3 separate regions of the Mus musculus genome follow, and regions 2 and 3 are each linked to region 1. Evidence: chromatin contacts called from public Hi-C and HiChIP or PLAC-seq data. All regions are on one chromosome and are shown on one strand. The core of a region is the stretch at or near the end of the contact, and the rest is flanking DNA. Distances in the headings are between cores, read along the strand shown. Region 1 has its middle 100 kb from the start of Gm34972. Region 2 overlaps Pacrg (PARK2 co-regulated). Region 3 has its middle 19 kb from the start of Gm39565.

Region 1 (5,105 bases), core at 959-3,458:
GCTCCTTTAATGAAACATTCATAACTCGGAAGAAACAGTGGCGTTGTATGGATGTTGCTATGCTCTGGGTCTGAAATGACTCCCAAAGGCCCACGTAGTATAGGTGTGATCTCCAGCAAAAGCAATTTAAGGGAGAAAGGGTTGGTTTGGGGTTACGGTTCTAGAAGATACAGTCTTGTGGCAGGAAGCAATGTCAGCAAGAGCTTAGGGGAACTATATACAGTGCTTACAGAGTAAGAAGGCAGAGGGAGACAAGTGCTGCTCAACTCACTGTTCTTTTCCATCCAGTCCAAGTCCCCAGTGTTAGCATTCTATTCAAACTCCACCCCACAGTTACCTGGTAACAACAGGCAGGCCTGACCCACTCTAAAAGAAGTTGCTTGACCCCTTCTCCCCCTCTTGCTCTCTTGATCACTTGCTTCTCTCCTGCTCTTGCTCTTCCCTTCCCCATTCCCTTCCCTTCCCCCTCTCTCCATGTGCTCGTGGCCATGGCTGGCCTCTACTTCTCTTCTCTCTCTACTTTTCTTTCTTCTCTCTCTCTCTCTCTCCTCCCCCCTCCCTCTCTCTCTCTGCCTTTCTCTGCCTCTACTACCCTCCTAACTCCCCCTCCTTCACCATGCTCTAAATAAACTCTATTCTATACTATACTGTCTTGTGGCTGGTCCTGGGGGGTGGGGGGATGCCTCTACATAGGTCCCCTGAGACATCCCCTTCCCTCATACCTCACCACACCTCCATAGAACATATCCCCCTACCTCTTTATCTTTTTATAAACACATCACCCAGCACGTGGAATATTTCCCACCACAGGTAATATGACAACCAATACCAACCACCCTAGGAGTGTGTGCTCTCTTGACAGAGATTAGAGAACTCTGGTCTCTTGCTTTTCTCCAGTTCAAGCCCTAGCCATGAGGTAAACAGCTTTGCTCTGTCATGGGCTCCCACCAGGATGAGCCACTGCAGTAGTAAAGCCACAAGAACCCACTGGTCATGACTAGAACATCCTAAGGGAAAGCCCAAAAGAAGAAGAAAAACCTTTTCTCTTTGTAAGTTGATTATCACTGGTCCTTGTTACAGTAACAGACAACTGACAAACACGAAGTATTGGTTCCCACAGATTTCTGAGCTGAGGGATATCTTAAAGGATGTTAAAGGACTGAACTCCGGGGCTTTCTAAACAGTGAGTGTTGGAGACACATCAAAAGTTCGGTCTGTGCTTATGCCAACTCTTAAGAACTAAGATGTCAGAGGAAGAGCTCAGGGTTTCTCATGAAAACAGCAAGGAAAGATGTAACAGAGGAAGATCTACCAGGTGTCAAGTACAAACGGGCAGAGCTTGGAGCCCACTGTTGAGCCCTGAAAAAAGCTAGATTAAATCTTAAGTCACAAAAGGTGATTACTGTTTTAAAAATCTTTACTCTTTATCAAACTTACTTTTTAAAATCATTCCAAAAACCTTAAAATTAATAAATTTTAAAATCTCATAGTTAGATTAACTTGGCTGTCATCCTATAAAAGGAAAAAGATTACATAGCAAAACCAAAGATTGTTTTCCCCACAGAATTAAATAACTACAAAAATTCCCTTGAAGGCCCTTTGTCCTAAGCAGTTCAGTTGGAATCTCTGGGGGCAGGAGGAGCCAGCTGTCTAGCCAGTCTTGGGGTTACGGTCCCTGCCTCAGAGAAGAAACTGGTCCCTTTCGTTCTCACCAGTGTTCATGAGTAGAACATTGGATGTTCCAAATCTGCCTTCATCCCAGCTGCCTCACCACATTACCAGAGTGTGCTGGGCTCTAAGACTGCAGCTATCCCCATGACGGTGAGATGATCAGATAAGGAGGCAGAATAACACCGTTAGCCACACTGCAGCCTGCATTCTGGTCCTGCTGACAGAGCAATCAAGGAAGCATGGCCCTTGGTCCTGGCCCTGACCATCCCACCTGGGAACTGCTTTTCATAATAATTTGAGCCGCTGGCCTTCAAGATTTTTTGTTCTTAAGGAGAAAACTATGAAGTGTGAAGATCGTTCCCGAATAGCCCAGAGCACTGAGAACAAATGCTTTCTGGGCATGAAATCTCCTGAGGATCCTTCCTTTCTAGATGCCAAATAGGTTCTTATAAAGGTAATGGTCAGACTCTCTGCGGACATACTGAGGTCACAGCCCTTTGTAAACATGACTTCCTCAAATGACGCTTGGAGAGCAACTTCCAGCCTGCTTCCTCATCTTTAAGTTGAGCTCAAAGGGTAGTGCAGATTCTATTTATAGCATTTTCTAGTTTCCTCTCAAGTCATACTAATGATGGCCAAGCTTTTAAAATAAAGGCATATCTCAAGTTCAACTTCCTGAGATGACTTCACAAGCCAGTAATTTAGCATCCACTCATCGTTAAGTCATAACCAGACAGCTGTTTGTGAGACTCACTTTCTACAGCTTCCTAAGGCGGCACACAGGGCCCTCATTTCCAACCCCCCAGGATGTGACTCTCTGTTGACACTGAAGTTCCTGCACTTCTGAAGAGCCTTCTGTGTCAGGAAAAGTGCACTTCCTTAGACTCAACAACGCTCAGGCATTAGTGAGATGGCACAGTCCATATTGACTTTGCAGTTGCTATAGGCTAAATTTTGTGCACTGGGATCCCCAACCCCCAGTAGCTCAGAATCAAACTATTTGGAGAAAGAAGCTTAAAGAGATGGTCAAGTTAAAATTGAGGTCTTAGGTTCAGACCCCAACTGAATCTGACTTGAGTTATTCCTTGAAGTCTAGAGTATAGAGAGCTAAAGACCCCAGACACTTGCGCATAAAGCCATGTGAAATGGCAACGAGCCGGTAGCCTCCTGAAAGCCAGGCGTCCTAAAGGGAAAGAAAGGTCTCTTCCAGCCAGAACCTTGAGCTTAGGATTTCAGTTTTTAGAATTGTGGGGAATCTTATTTTCATCTGGAGCAATTCACTCTGGCAGCCCTAAGAAACACACATACAACTCATCTCAGATGCATGAGAAAAAAATGGAGACTCTCAACCCATCAACCAGATTCTTAGATTCCATAAGCCACATTCAAGGGTAGGGTCAGACCACCTCAAGTCGTGATTTAATTTTCCACGTGGGCTAGTGATAACCAAGACCTGAAAATCTCAGGAACATGTCATTTTTTCTCCCTCTCTCTTTTCTGTTTCCCTTTCTTCTTCTGTGCTTTTATATGCAAAATTAATGTCAACAATAACAGATCAAAGTTGCTACAAAGATAGTACAAACTATTATATAATAAGAACTAATCTAAGTGCTTCATAATTGGCAAAGGAGGGTACAATGTTGTGGGCTCAGCTCTAAGTATCTTTTCTCAGCCTCTCCTGTTTCCCACCTCTTGCCAGTCCCAGCCTTCACCCCACAGGTGCCAGCTGTCTCGGCAATGCACAGTGAAGCCCACGCCCCACTCCTGAGACCTGACCCCTCTGGCTCTCATTGAGTGCACATAGATCCCAGCGACTCTCTGACTGCTCAGCCGCTTCCTAGTACAGTGAAATGTTCCACCACAGAACTCAACATAACTCTGAGAATCTGTGGATGCTTTGCAACAGGAGACTCCCTGGACTCTCTTAGCTATCAACTGCTCCCAGCTTCCAGATAGTTCCATCTGGTCTAGTGGCAAGCAACCATGACTCAGCATTCTTGGTCCCTGTGGATGACAAAGCAACTATCCGGTGCTATCTTGCCATATGCTGGGGATTTATAAAGTGTATGGAAGGAACCAAGCTGCCTAAGGATCTTCAGACCTGAATCCAGATGTTCTCCAGAAGTTGCCCCACTCCAAAGAGATGATGAGGCAGGATATATAAGGGCTTGAGTGAATCCAAACTCATTTCTTACCATCTAATAAGAATAACTCCTTAAATAAATGAGTATATGTGAAAATTGAGGTTAAAAATGACATTTGGTTTGCAAGGGTGCGAGAAAAACTTTTGGACTTCCAGTTACATGAATTTACATGTCAGCATACCAATTGGGTCTTAAAACAACATGCTACCATCAAGAATTGATCCATCATGTGAAACTCATCAAACTGTGGTGCACACCGTGGAGGACCCAGCATCTCTGCTTTCCTCTTTCTAGAAACACAAGATTCCCTCTCCTCGTTCCATTTGTAGTTGGGCAGAGCCACACCGAGCCCTTAAGAACTTGTTTGTGATGACCGTTTTCTTCCTGACCACAGCCAACCTTGATGTTTATAGCGCTGATCCAAATTCAAGCTGTACCCTCTTCTAAGCAACTCAGTACTGTGTAAAGTGGTAGTTTTTCAGGCTGTGCATTACCCTGACAGACTTCATTTCACCAGCAGAATTTGACTACATTGGAGGCAAACGACAAAGCAGGACAACTGTGCCCCTTGGTGTGTACATAAACACTCACCATCTGCCAGATACCACCTCGTAATTTATGCCTAAGACTAGAAAGGGTAACAAGTCTATATATTTATCAAAGTAAATTGGGGAGATGTGGCATATTAAACTCATATCAGAAAATCAGGACCTGGAACTTGCCAGACACATCAGACAGGAAGAATGAGGGCCATGTGTTCATCTGGACCTCATAAAGAAGAAAAGAAGATACTATTAAGACAATGGGCATAGGCACTCATCATCTGACCACAGAGAGTATGCATCCAAGGACCAGCAAACTGAGAACATGTCACTATATCAGGGGTTTCAGCTCACTTCAGTCCTTACTGTCCATCTCACCTACTTGAATTGAGGTCCATCTGTCTGTCCACTCTTTCTGGCCCTGCACTGAGTCATGTGCCCATCTTAACCTGTCATAGACCTCCGTGTTCCCAGACCTTGCTTCTGTAGTTTGTCTATAAGCTGGGGCTTGACCTGAGCAGGTTGCTGCCATTTCTGGTTGACCAGGCTAGATCCTGAGGCCTCAGTAGGGAATGTCCTAATACAGACGATCTGCAAAGACTTTCCTGTCTGTAATAAATTATCATAATGAAAAATTATCCACTTTGAGGAGACACGTTGTATCAGTTGCTCCATTGCCATAACAAAACATCATTCACTTTGTGGCCCTAACAAAATAACCTGAGCAAGATGGCTAAAGAAACTACAA
Region 2 (5,105 bases), core at 900-3,399, 420 kb after region 1:
TCTCTAGAATAGATGTCCTGAATTGGCCATGGCCCTTCACTCATCTGAAGTGGGCAGAGACTCAGAATCCTGCATCACGCATCTGCCTGGCCAACCAGTCGGAGTGTGCAAAGGCAGCGGCAGTCACACAACTCCTTCTTTAATGCATTAGCAGGTTACTGACATAATGTTCCAGAAACCCTGGGCTCTAGTATACAACAGTGATAAAGTTTAGTCTCCTACGACAAACATGAGTTTCCAAAAGGGAAAGATGCGAGGCAGGCATAAACATGGAAAGACGATTTTTTTTAAAGCCCAGGTAGACTCAAACACAAATAGATGGTGGCCAGCTCAAAATGGCAAGGTGAGGTGGAGGCGAGGAAACACTGGAGGCTAGTAAACTAACTCTGGTGTGAAATACATTTGGGTTTGAGGGGAGGTAGGTATTCTTTAGCTGGTGGGAAAGGAGCGGCGGTTCTCTGGCATTGTTAAGCCTAGCATCCTCATGGTGCTCCATGTGGCAGGGCCCACTAGAGCACTAGCATTTCCTGCAACCATGGCGGCCCATGTGTGGATCCATCAACACGTGCAGATAGGTGACGATGAAAAAGTGCTCGAAGTTCAGCCATATAACAAGTGACCTTTGGAAATATCAGAAAGTCTGCAGGTTTCCCCAAAGCCCTTGTCTTATATGTGACATTCGACAATAATAAAACACCAAACTCAAGTATAAATCAGCATGCCAGGGGCAGAATTTAAATAGTTTAGGGCTCTTTGGAGGCTAGCAGAGAAGTTTTGAAAAATTAAAAATAAATCTCTATAATATAGATGTAAAACCTTTCAAAGGTGATGTCTTCCAGAAAAGCAGACAAGAGGCTCTGGCCAGCTGTGGAAGTTGAGGCATAGCAGTAGAGATTTTCTTCGCTGGGGGTTAGCTACCAAGACAGGCCAGCACTGTGAACAGGACAAGCTCTTCTCAAAGGAAGACCTGAGGAGGTGGGAGCAGGTACTTCATATCCTAGAATCAAAAGGGAGTCACCGTCTTGAGCTATAAGTCCCTTAGTCATAAGGAGCTCCTGCTAACCATCTATTTCAGGGCCATGGCTCTCCTCATGGGAGGCAGCTATGACAACGGGGAAGTCAAGAGGTTATTTTAAGGGTGGCCATGTCTTTTAAAGATGATACTCCATTTCATTAAAGGGGTTGGAGTTTATCCTGATCATTTTCAGGAGAAAACCTATTATGGACTGTGAGTGTTCTAGGCAAGCAGAATATTAGAGAACTATCTCTCATCCTTCCACCATGATGGAGAGTTCTGCCTGCCCTCCTTGCTGCTGTGAACAGCTTCCACCTTCTGGCAAACTCTAGTCACACCTTAACCAACAGACAATTCTTACTCCCTTTGGGGTTTCCCATTTGAGGAGTAGGCCTTTTTACATCTAAATGTAGCCATGGTGCTTCCATCTTAAAACCCCGACTAAACCCAACTCTACCAAGACACTTCCAGACTCCCTTCACAGCCAAGTCTCTCCCAAGAGTAGCCTGACTTCTGCTCTCATGTGTTTGTTTTCCCTGCACCAAGTTCCTGTTTCACCTCATTATCAAAGCTGCTAAGGATGATGGTCAGCCCACGGGGCATCTGTGGCCTCCATCTTCCTGCTCTTCTGAAAACTAGTGGCGATACTGTCTTTGTTTGCCACCCATAAGAATAAGCTTCTCTTATTAGTCTGGTCTCCTAAATCCCTGGCTGTCTCTTCAGTCTCCTTTGGGAGCTTTCTGATCTTTGAAATGAGCTGACACTCCCACCCTCCCTGGGGTGCTCCAGTCCTAAGTGAGCTTGACTGTCCCTGTTGCTGAGGCCACCTGCTCAGGTGAGGTGTTCTTTGTGCCTGTGAGTGGAGAGGGAGCCTGTGTGTCAGGAGACATGGGAGAGGTATGTGTCTTGATGACCTTGTTCCAGTCACTGAGGAGCCTCTTCTGTTCTTTAAGTTCCAATAGAAACCTGGGGCAGGTGTCTCTTCCTGTTATAACACCATGACTCCAACTTTCTGCTCTTATGTGTTGTGTTCTCTTAGGGATAAAATATTCCTGGAATGAATGGAACTGTGTTGTTGTCTTGAGTCACCAGTCTCTGGTCCCTCCCTCTTCAGCTTGGAGCCTTGAGGTGTGTGGAATGCCACCTGTATTTGCAGAGGTCGGCACTGAGGAGCTGGCACAGGTACAGGGCAAGAAAGTGGCCCATTTCATCGAGCATAAAAAGACGGTAATTCCATTTGGTCTAATTGGTTGCCTGGCCACTTCTACATGTACTGTAGATGAGTCACCCCAAGTCTAGCAAACAGGGAAAAGTTTGCTTTCAAACCCTGACTATGTGCCTAGCATTCTCTGGTGGGGTTGTATGTGATTAATCTAACAGGCCACAGTTTAGAAAGCTCATGGACTTATAACATTCTAGCCTGTAGATTCTGTTTATAGGCCATGTCTGGACAACTGCTAGTGGCTGCCTGGAGTTACATAGACAAGAGTTTTCTAGATATCCCAATTCTGAGCAAGAACTGTGGTTACTGGAACAGTATCTTTGGGAATTTACATGGCAGGGGGAAGTAGGGGGGGTCACCTGGTTCTTCTCTGTCCTATATGCCTGGAGCAGGAATCATGGTAGGAGAGAGAGGGCTTGATGCAGTTATTAATGTGCAGGGACCAATGATCTCATCCGAGTGCAAGCTGAAGTGGGTATGGCTGTGGAGAGAGAGTGACTATCTGCCATCTGTCTTCTCTCGACACCCCAATTTCTGGATAGCTATGGGACAGAGGAGAAGTAGGCATGCCCAGGTTCGGGAATGAAAGAGGGTAGAGAGGAGGAGATGCCAGGGAAAAGAAGGGTTACTGAATTGCCCAGATGGGCCTTGGTGCATCAAATTAGTTTGCCTCTTCCAGGAGTGCTAAGTGAAATCTTCCTTCCTTCCTTCCTCCCTCCCTCCCTCCCTCCCTCCCTTCCTCCCTCCCTTCCTTCCTTCCTCCCTTCTCCCCCCCCCCCCATGATGTTCTGGTCAAGTAGGACTGGTCCCATGGCTCTGAAGAGCATCGGAGCAGCCAGTGGCCTACATGGGCTCACCCACACCAGGGCAGGCTATAACATCACTGTTGAGAAGGGCAGTCGTCTCAGCCTGCAGTGCAGGCTTCCTTTCAGGGCTCCTTAGAGGGCCCTTCACTTTACCAAGGAGTCTGATGAGGATTGGCAGGAAGCTCTTCAAATGGCAAGGACTCCTCTTTGTCCTGAAAGCACTTAGAGGTATCTATAGTGTTGAGGGGGTTATGGGGGAAGGCGGGTGGAGGAGGGAAAGGAAATGGCAGGGAGTACTGTGGAGTGTGGGAGGGACCTAGTCCTTGCTGCTCCTTTGAAGCAACTATGTCCTGCTTCAGGGCACATCTAGGGCATCCACAGCCTGTGTTCCTTGGCAGGGCCTTCACATCTGCGGCTATACATCATAGGGCAAGTGGTCTCTCCCGGGCTACCTCCCCACCATGCTCACCACTGCTTTCCAAACACCTGCACTGAGGACTGCTTTTCCTGGGAGACCCGCCCACCACCTTGTTCTCCAGTCAGCTGTGCTGGCTGCAGCCCTCAGACCCCCTGCAAATCATTCTGACCAGGCTTTTTAAAGCCTTCTGGTCTCTTCTTCCCTTGTAGCAGTCTGGTGCACCCATGGCTGCCATCCTGCCTGTCTTCCTTGCTATACCTGCTCAGGTTTGTGGAGGTGAAAGCTGTTCTCACTTCTGCAGCCAAAGGCAGACACGGGAGGAGGCAAGGGGTCCACAAGCACTATGGCTAGTGGTGGCAAGGCTGGTACTCTAAGCATATCCCTCCGTCAGGAAAGGACACAGCCATGGAGAGATAGGATTGGTTGTTAAACAGTTTGGCCCAAAGGCTCCGTGTGGTAATTGTAAAGATTCAAACCTTTAGAGTTCCTTTGAAATGTGACATGTGACATAAATTGTGCATATGTAGACACAAATACTTGGCGGAGAGATGTTTGCTCAGGACATTCTGTCCCTGGGAAGGAAGCAGGAATTTGAAGAGCCCTTCCCGATGATACTACAGAGGACGCCAGTGACAGCAATGCCTCATCTGCTGCTTTTATTACTTATTCCCATACCCAGAGGCAAAGCACGGTGGAGTTTCACTACTGGGTCAGAACTGAATTAGGTTTGAAATTACAGAATGGAACCTTGAACGTGAAGATGACCTCTGCTGGCACCTGAAGAAGACTTGGAGAGTTTTACTGATAAAGATGCTGAGATCTAGGCACAGAGCCTGCTGACCCCCTTGAAGGGCTTTGGGTGTGTCCTCTCCTTTTCCTTCCTTCCTTCCTTCCTTCCTTCCTTCCTTCCTTCCTTCCTTCCTTCCTCCCTCCCTCCCTCCCTCCCTCCCTTCCTCCTTTCCTTCCTTCCTTCCTTCCTTCCTTCCTTCCTTCCTTCCTTCCTTCCTTCCTTCCTTCCTCCCTCCCTCCCTCCCTCCCTCCCTCCCTCCTCCCCTTCCTCCCTCCCTCCCTCCCTTCCTTCCTAATTCCTCACAGTAAAGGGGTTCTTCCAAGTCCATTTGTTAAGATTATGTGGGAAACAAGACAATAATAAATTCTAGAGACAATTAAAAAACAAAATAGCTAGCTGCTAATACACTAACAAAAGAGACAATGACAGAAAAGGCCTGCTGTTCTGGTTTGTAAAGTTCCATCTGTATCCTCTTTCTCATAGGCCAGTAGCTGATCTCTTCCATCCTAGTGATTTGGAACAGAGTCTTATATACTGAAGACCCAGGACTTGAGGCTGCTCTTCCTTTCTAGGCTCAGTTTCTATTGGATGACCTCAAAGAGGGAGACCAGTGAGTGCCAGTTGTGAGGGACCCCTGCCTATCTATACCTCTGTTGAACACTAGTTCACCTAACACTGAAAATGGACCATGGAAAGTCTTTTCTTACAAAGAATTTAATGGTTTACATGAAGAAGCCATGAAGTTGGCAGGAAGGGAATGACTCCAAAGGCAGCCCTGCTGTGCTCTCGCCCAGGCTGTGCCCTGTGGCCAATAGTTTGACCTAGCATGGTGGCCACACCCAAGACCGTTTGTG
Region 3 (5,105 bases), core at 1,557-4,056, 350 kb after region 1:
CATTGTGTAAATGTACCACATTTTCTGTATCCATTCCTCTGTTGAGGGGCATCTGGGTTCTTTCCAGCTTCTGGCTATTATAAATAAGGCTGCTGTGAACATAGTGGAGCATGTGTTCTTATTACCAGTTGGAACACCTTCTGGGTATATGCCCAGGAGTGGTATTGCTGGGTCCTCAGGTAGTACTATGTCCAATTTTCTGAGGAACCGCCAGACTGATTTCCAGAGTGGTTGTACAAGCTTGCAATCCCACCAGCAATGGAGGAGTATTCCTCTTTCTCCACATCCTTGCCAGCATCTGCTGTCACCTGAATTTTTGATCTTAGCCATTCTAACTGGTGTGAGGTGGAATCTCAGGGTTGTTTTGATTTGCATTTCCCTGATGATTAAGGATGCTGAACAGTTTTTCAAGTGATTCTCAGCCCTTCGGTATTCCTTAGTTGAGAATTCTTTGTTTAGCTCTGTACCCCATTTTTTAATGGCGTTCTTTGAATTTCTGGAGTTCAGCTTCTTGAGCCCTTAGGAGATCTTCAGGACGTCCTAGAGAAAGACGTTAGGGTTAGGGAAGTGGTTCTCGACCTATGGGCTGTGACCCCACTAGGGTCACACATCAGGAATCCTGCTATGAGATATTTACATCATCATTCATAACAGTAGCTAAATTACAATTATGAAGTAGCAATGAAGTAATTTTATGGTTGAGGGGTCACCACAATATGAGGAACTGTATTAAAGGGTCACAGGTTGAGAGCCACTGATGTAGGGGATCTGAAAATCCCTTGAAATTGTACAATGTGTGTGCCTTGTTGCCTACCAGCAGGGGTATCATTCTATGGTGTCTTTCATCCTGATGACAGCTGCCCTCCAGGGAGTACATTAACATGGAGGGCTTTTTGCTTTGTAGTGCTTATCGCCAGGCAGAAAAGCCAAAGGGAAGCTTATCAGGACCCTGTGGGAATGAGTATTCTCATTAAAGAAGGTGACCTGTGGGAGAGAGGGCTTGACTTCTCTTCTTTGTCAGACACCACCCTTACACTGATGCCCAGTGTGGTCAAAGCCCTTGCAGAGCACACAGAGGGTAGACCAAGAAGCAGGAAGGCACCCAGACCTTTCTCTTCATGGATCACCAGGGTTACCGGCCAGTGACCATTCACTTTAACCTATGGGATACAGATGTCTGATTCCTTAAGCACTGCAGTGTTCTTGAGGCGGGCACCAGAGAGTTATCTCTACACGACTCTCACTCCAAAGATTACAGATGTCTGTGGGTGTTGTTAGATGTTGGTCGATTGATGGATGGACACACAAAGAATCCATGCACAAGACCTCTAGGTCAAGGGTCCAGGCTGAGAAGGCCTGCCAGGCCTCTGGTGGGCGTTGCCGAATTGGGTTATGTGTTGTGCTCACTGCTCAGCCTCTGCCAGGAATAGGAAGGAGGCATGGATGCCCGAGTACATGGGCCTTGGGATGTTATATTAGGTGTCTGGACTCATTGTTGAAGGACAGAGAGATCCTGCCCTCCTTAGCACGAATATGAGGGTGAGTGGGCTTTGTTGACAGACATGCCAACACTGGGTGACTTGTAGTTTTGAGACAGGGTCTGAAACTACGTCCATGCTTAGGTTAGAAATCACGTGGTGATCAATGAGGCATCTGTGGCTAGTGAGGCACAGACATACTTACTTCAGTTACTTATTCTTCCTACATCTGCCTTCCAATCAGGAAGCTCATCGCACACGCGCAGACACACACACACGCACACGCACACGCACGCACGCGCACGCGCACACACACGCGCACGCGCACACACAGAAGCAGAAGCTGTTCCCTTGGCCACACACCCCTTGTTAAAGGCTTAGCTCCTTTTGATACAGGCTGTTCAAATACCACCCTCTGAGGCAGGGAGACCCCCGAGATCTTGGGAAAGGCCTTCCCATCCACGTGTGGACGAGCTCTTCCTCAGACAGCACAGACAAATGTCTATCATGTGCAATACGAAGGAGTGTGGCGTGCATGCGGTGTGGTGCAGGCTCAGCTCCAGCTCTGGAGTTTTTAGAATTGGCTGTGTACACCGTGTGTTGGGGGCAGTGGGTGTGGCTAGTCTTCTCCCCTTTGATTGGATGGTCTTGATGAAGGTCACATCCAGGCTCCAGGATGCTCAGCTTGTCTGGAAGGCTGCAGTCCAAGCACAAGGTATAGGAAAAGGTCCACTGGTAAAATACTCGGGGACTGTAAAACTGGAGGCCCAGCCTGCTAGGAGTCAGGCTGCTCCGTGTGAAAAGAGAACTCTAGATTAGGTTAACTGGCTTGAGAGAGAGCCTATGGCCTACCTGTTTCCAGTGACCATAAGCCTCATTTTCCCTGAGCTGGTGCCAGTTCGTAATCTGTGGCCTCTATTTTGTGGTCTGAGGGTCAGCTGTGCCTTTGTCTCTGGACCCTCTGGAGCCTGCAGGCTCTCCTGGGGCAGCTGTGTGCCCAGATCCAGTGGCTGGGGCCAGGGTGGAAGTCGGCTGACTGGCCAGCTTGAAGCGAAGCAGGAGGCACTTTTGACTCACTGGATGTGGTTGAAGGACATGACCTTCCTGTGGGTCTTTCTTTTGGGAAAGGAAGTCTTTGGAAGTTTGTAGCAACTGAATAAATCCTGTCCCTTTGATAAGCGGGGCTCCCCGTTTGGAGGGCCGTGGAGAAAGCGCCATACTTCCTCCCATTGTTTCGGCTGATTAAGTTCCAGAGTGTGTCACTTGATAACTCATTCCTGGGGAGCTGTGGTAGAGTGAAGGCCCAGGCAGGAACTGGAGCACTTCAGCCTGCAGGCCCACACGCCTGAGTCCAGCGCAGGCCTGGTTATTCTTGGAAGTTATTTTGATCCGCTGGCCTTGCTCGGGTTCAGGTTTCCGAGAGCCCAGCCCCAGGGTTGGAGAAGCTGAGAATGAAGCAGTCCATTGTAATAATAGACTTCTGCTTGCTGAGGAGGAGGTGCTCCGAGGGTTTTGGAGGCCCCTGCGTGCTCCATGACGTCCCCCTACCATGTGACCTGTGGCACCCTGCAGCATGTGCCTCATCCCTGTATCAGCCACTTGGGATGTGGTCAGGCTGGAGCCAAGCTGCCATGATTGTGGGACGGCCTCCATCAGCCAGAAAATCTGGCAGCTCCAGAGAGCAGAAGTGACTCAGGGAGACTGACAGCAGAGAGGGAGGAAAGGCTCCCCAGAGCTCTGGCACAGTGAAGGATGCTCTCCTTACTGAACAGCTGAGAGCGAGCGAAGAGGCTCCAATCCGGGAAGCTGCAGTTCCTGGGTGGGGACAGCTGTTCTGTACTTCCAGATACCCACCCAAGCAAGCCTCACTTTTTTTAAAGCAATTCTTTTCTTTCTTTTTTCCCTTCCCTTCTCCCTCTTGCTTCTTCCCCCTCCCCCGCCCCGGCTCGCTCCGGGTTTGCTCTCTCTGGTCCCCAAGCCTAACTTTTAACTTTAAAGTCTGAATAATTTTTGGTGTTGCTGTCGTCATTTTTACTAGGTGGTATAAGTGACCCTAGCCTGGTGGCCCAAATGGCAGAAATATACTGCCTTGCCATCGGTGTTTTGGAAGTTGGTGGTCTGAGGCCATGGTTGTCAGGGTGACTTGTTCCTAGTCTGAATGGGGGAATCTGCCACTGTGGACCAGCGACCAGTTCCTGGTGGCGACTGACATCCTGCTGTTCCTCAGCATGTAGAAACACAACGCGCCATCTCTGCCTTCACCTCACTAAGTTTTCCTTCTTTTAAAGGGACACAGTCACAGGGATGGTCATTGTTCTCTAGTAGGACCCACCCCAACTTAGCTGACTACAGACATTCTCTGTTCTGAGCAGGTCTGTCTCAACAAGCCCACAGTCCAAGGTACAAGTCTGGTGGGGACCAATACTTTTACATGTGGATCCCGAGGGGTAGGGGTGGGAGTTGAACCTGTGACAGATGGAGACTATCTGGATTGCAGTAATTTGGAAAATTGTGACAAGCAAAAATCAAAGGAGTAAACCTTGTTCCTGCCACTCAGGCTACTGCAGTGAGTGCCATAGTGCACACACTTCTGGAAATGTGTCTTCAGATGGCACAGGATAGATATAATTCTGTTACCTGCTTCGCCTGATCTCTGCTTTTCAATTTTACAGATGTTTTCTTATCAATTCTTTTTTTGTTTGTTTGTTTGTTTTTTTGTTTTTGAGACAGGGTTTCTCTGTGCAGTCCTGGCTGTCCTGGAACTCACTGTGTAGACCAGGCTGGCCTTGAACTCAGAAATCCACCTACCTCTGCCTCCCAAGTGCTGGGATTAAAGGCGTACGCCACCACTGCCGGGCTGTTTTCTTATCAATACCTCATCCCTGTTCTTTTTTTTTTTTTTTTTAAAGATTTATTTATTTATTTTATTTATGTAAGTACACTGGAGCTGTTAGACACACCAGAAGAGGGCACCAGGTCTTATTACAGATGGTTGTGAGCCACCATGTAGTTGCTGGGAATTGAACTCAGGACATTTGGAAGAGCAGTCAGTGCTCTTAACTGCTGAGCCATTTCTCCAGCCCATCATCTGTGTTCTTAACAATGTCTTTGTTCTAAGAAAAATGGATCCAGGACTATTCCAGGCAACTGGTCTATTTCTACAACATGGAGACTAATTCTGGGCCAGATACATTGCCAGACACTCTACCCTCAAATCTGTCAGTCTTGTGACATTACTTCCCTAGTTCTTGGTCTCTCGTTGTTGCCTGTGAACTGAGGCTCGCAGCTAAGCTGCAAGTGCTTCAAAGTTAACCTCTTTTGGATAGCCAGCATTGCCGGCACACCTGAGTCAGGTACCAGGAGCTTTGCTTCAGCTGTATCAAGTCCTACTTACTCCTTGAGGTTCCCACCTAGCCTGGATGTGAGAGCTCACGCTGGAGACGATCCCTTGCCGCGCTGAGGTTTTTCTGCTGCGAACGTTTCTGATTGCTGAGGGGGAACTTGCCCTTCCTGGTGGCAGCTGGCGAGGGAGGGGAAGTAAGCAGGGTCAGCTGAGACCTGCCTGGGACTGCATGGTCTCAAGACACTCAGTTCTAAGAAGTCCTACGCTTGCATTCCCAGCACTCT

Evidence for each region. Hi-C and Micro-C count contacts between places; a contact is called where the count stands out from the background. HiChIP or PLAC-seq counts read pairs in DNA pulled down with a chosen protein or histone mark.
Region 2: a FOXA1 HiChIP or PLAC-seq map of pancreatic cancer cells shows a contact between it and region 1. The contact joins two enhancer-like sites. A contact is called at or near these places in 1 of 39 promoter capture datasets (pre-B cells) and 2 of 115 datasets of contacts at active chromatin or transcription factors (embryonic stem cells and pancreatic cancer cells).
Region 3: a contact with region 1 is called in a Hi-C map of muscle stem cells, with 4 times the contacts expected there. The contact joins two enhancer-like sites. A contact is called at or near these places in 2 of 484 Hi-C or Micro-C datasets (muscle stem cells and myocytes).

The regions. Positions count from the first base shown.
Region 1 is chr17:10,038,808-10,043,912 of GRCm38.p6, forward strand. No RefSeq gene overlaps it. Among named protein-coding and RNA genes, the nearest start is that of Gm34972, 100 kb to the right of the region's middle. Within about 2 kb of position 2,209, at least 43 of the 459 cell types and tissues checked have an H3K27ac peak or open chromatin away from gene starts, as enhancers often do. A contact at or near this core is called in muscle stem cells, myocytes and pancreatic cancer cells, where this site is marked.
Region 2 is chr17:10,461,657-10,466,761 of GRCm38.p6, forward strand. The region is part of intron 4 of Pacrg (PARK2 co-regulated); the gene reads right to left. All of the region lies in intron 1 of A230009B12Rik (RIKEN cDNA A230009B12 gene), which reads left to right. Among named protein-coding and RNA genes, the nearest start is that of A230009B12Rik, 8.0 kb to the left of the region's middle. Within about 2 kb of position 2,150, at least 14 of the 459 cell types and tissues checked have an H3K27ac peak or open chromatin away from gene starts, as enhancers often do. A contact at or near this core is called in pancreatic cancer cells, where this site is marked.
Region 3 is chr17:10,387,830-10,392,934 of GRCm38.p6, forward strand. No RefSeq gene overlaps it. Among named protein-coding and RNA genes, the nearest start is that of Gm39565, 19 kb to the left of the region's middle. Within about 2 kb of position 2,807, at least 107 of the 459 cell types and tissues checked have an H3K27ac peak or open chromatin away from gene starts, as enhancers often do. A contact at or near this core is called in muscle stem cells and myocytes, where this site is marked.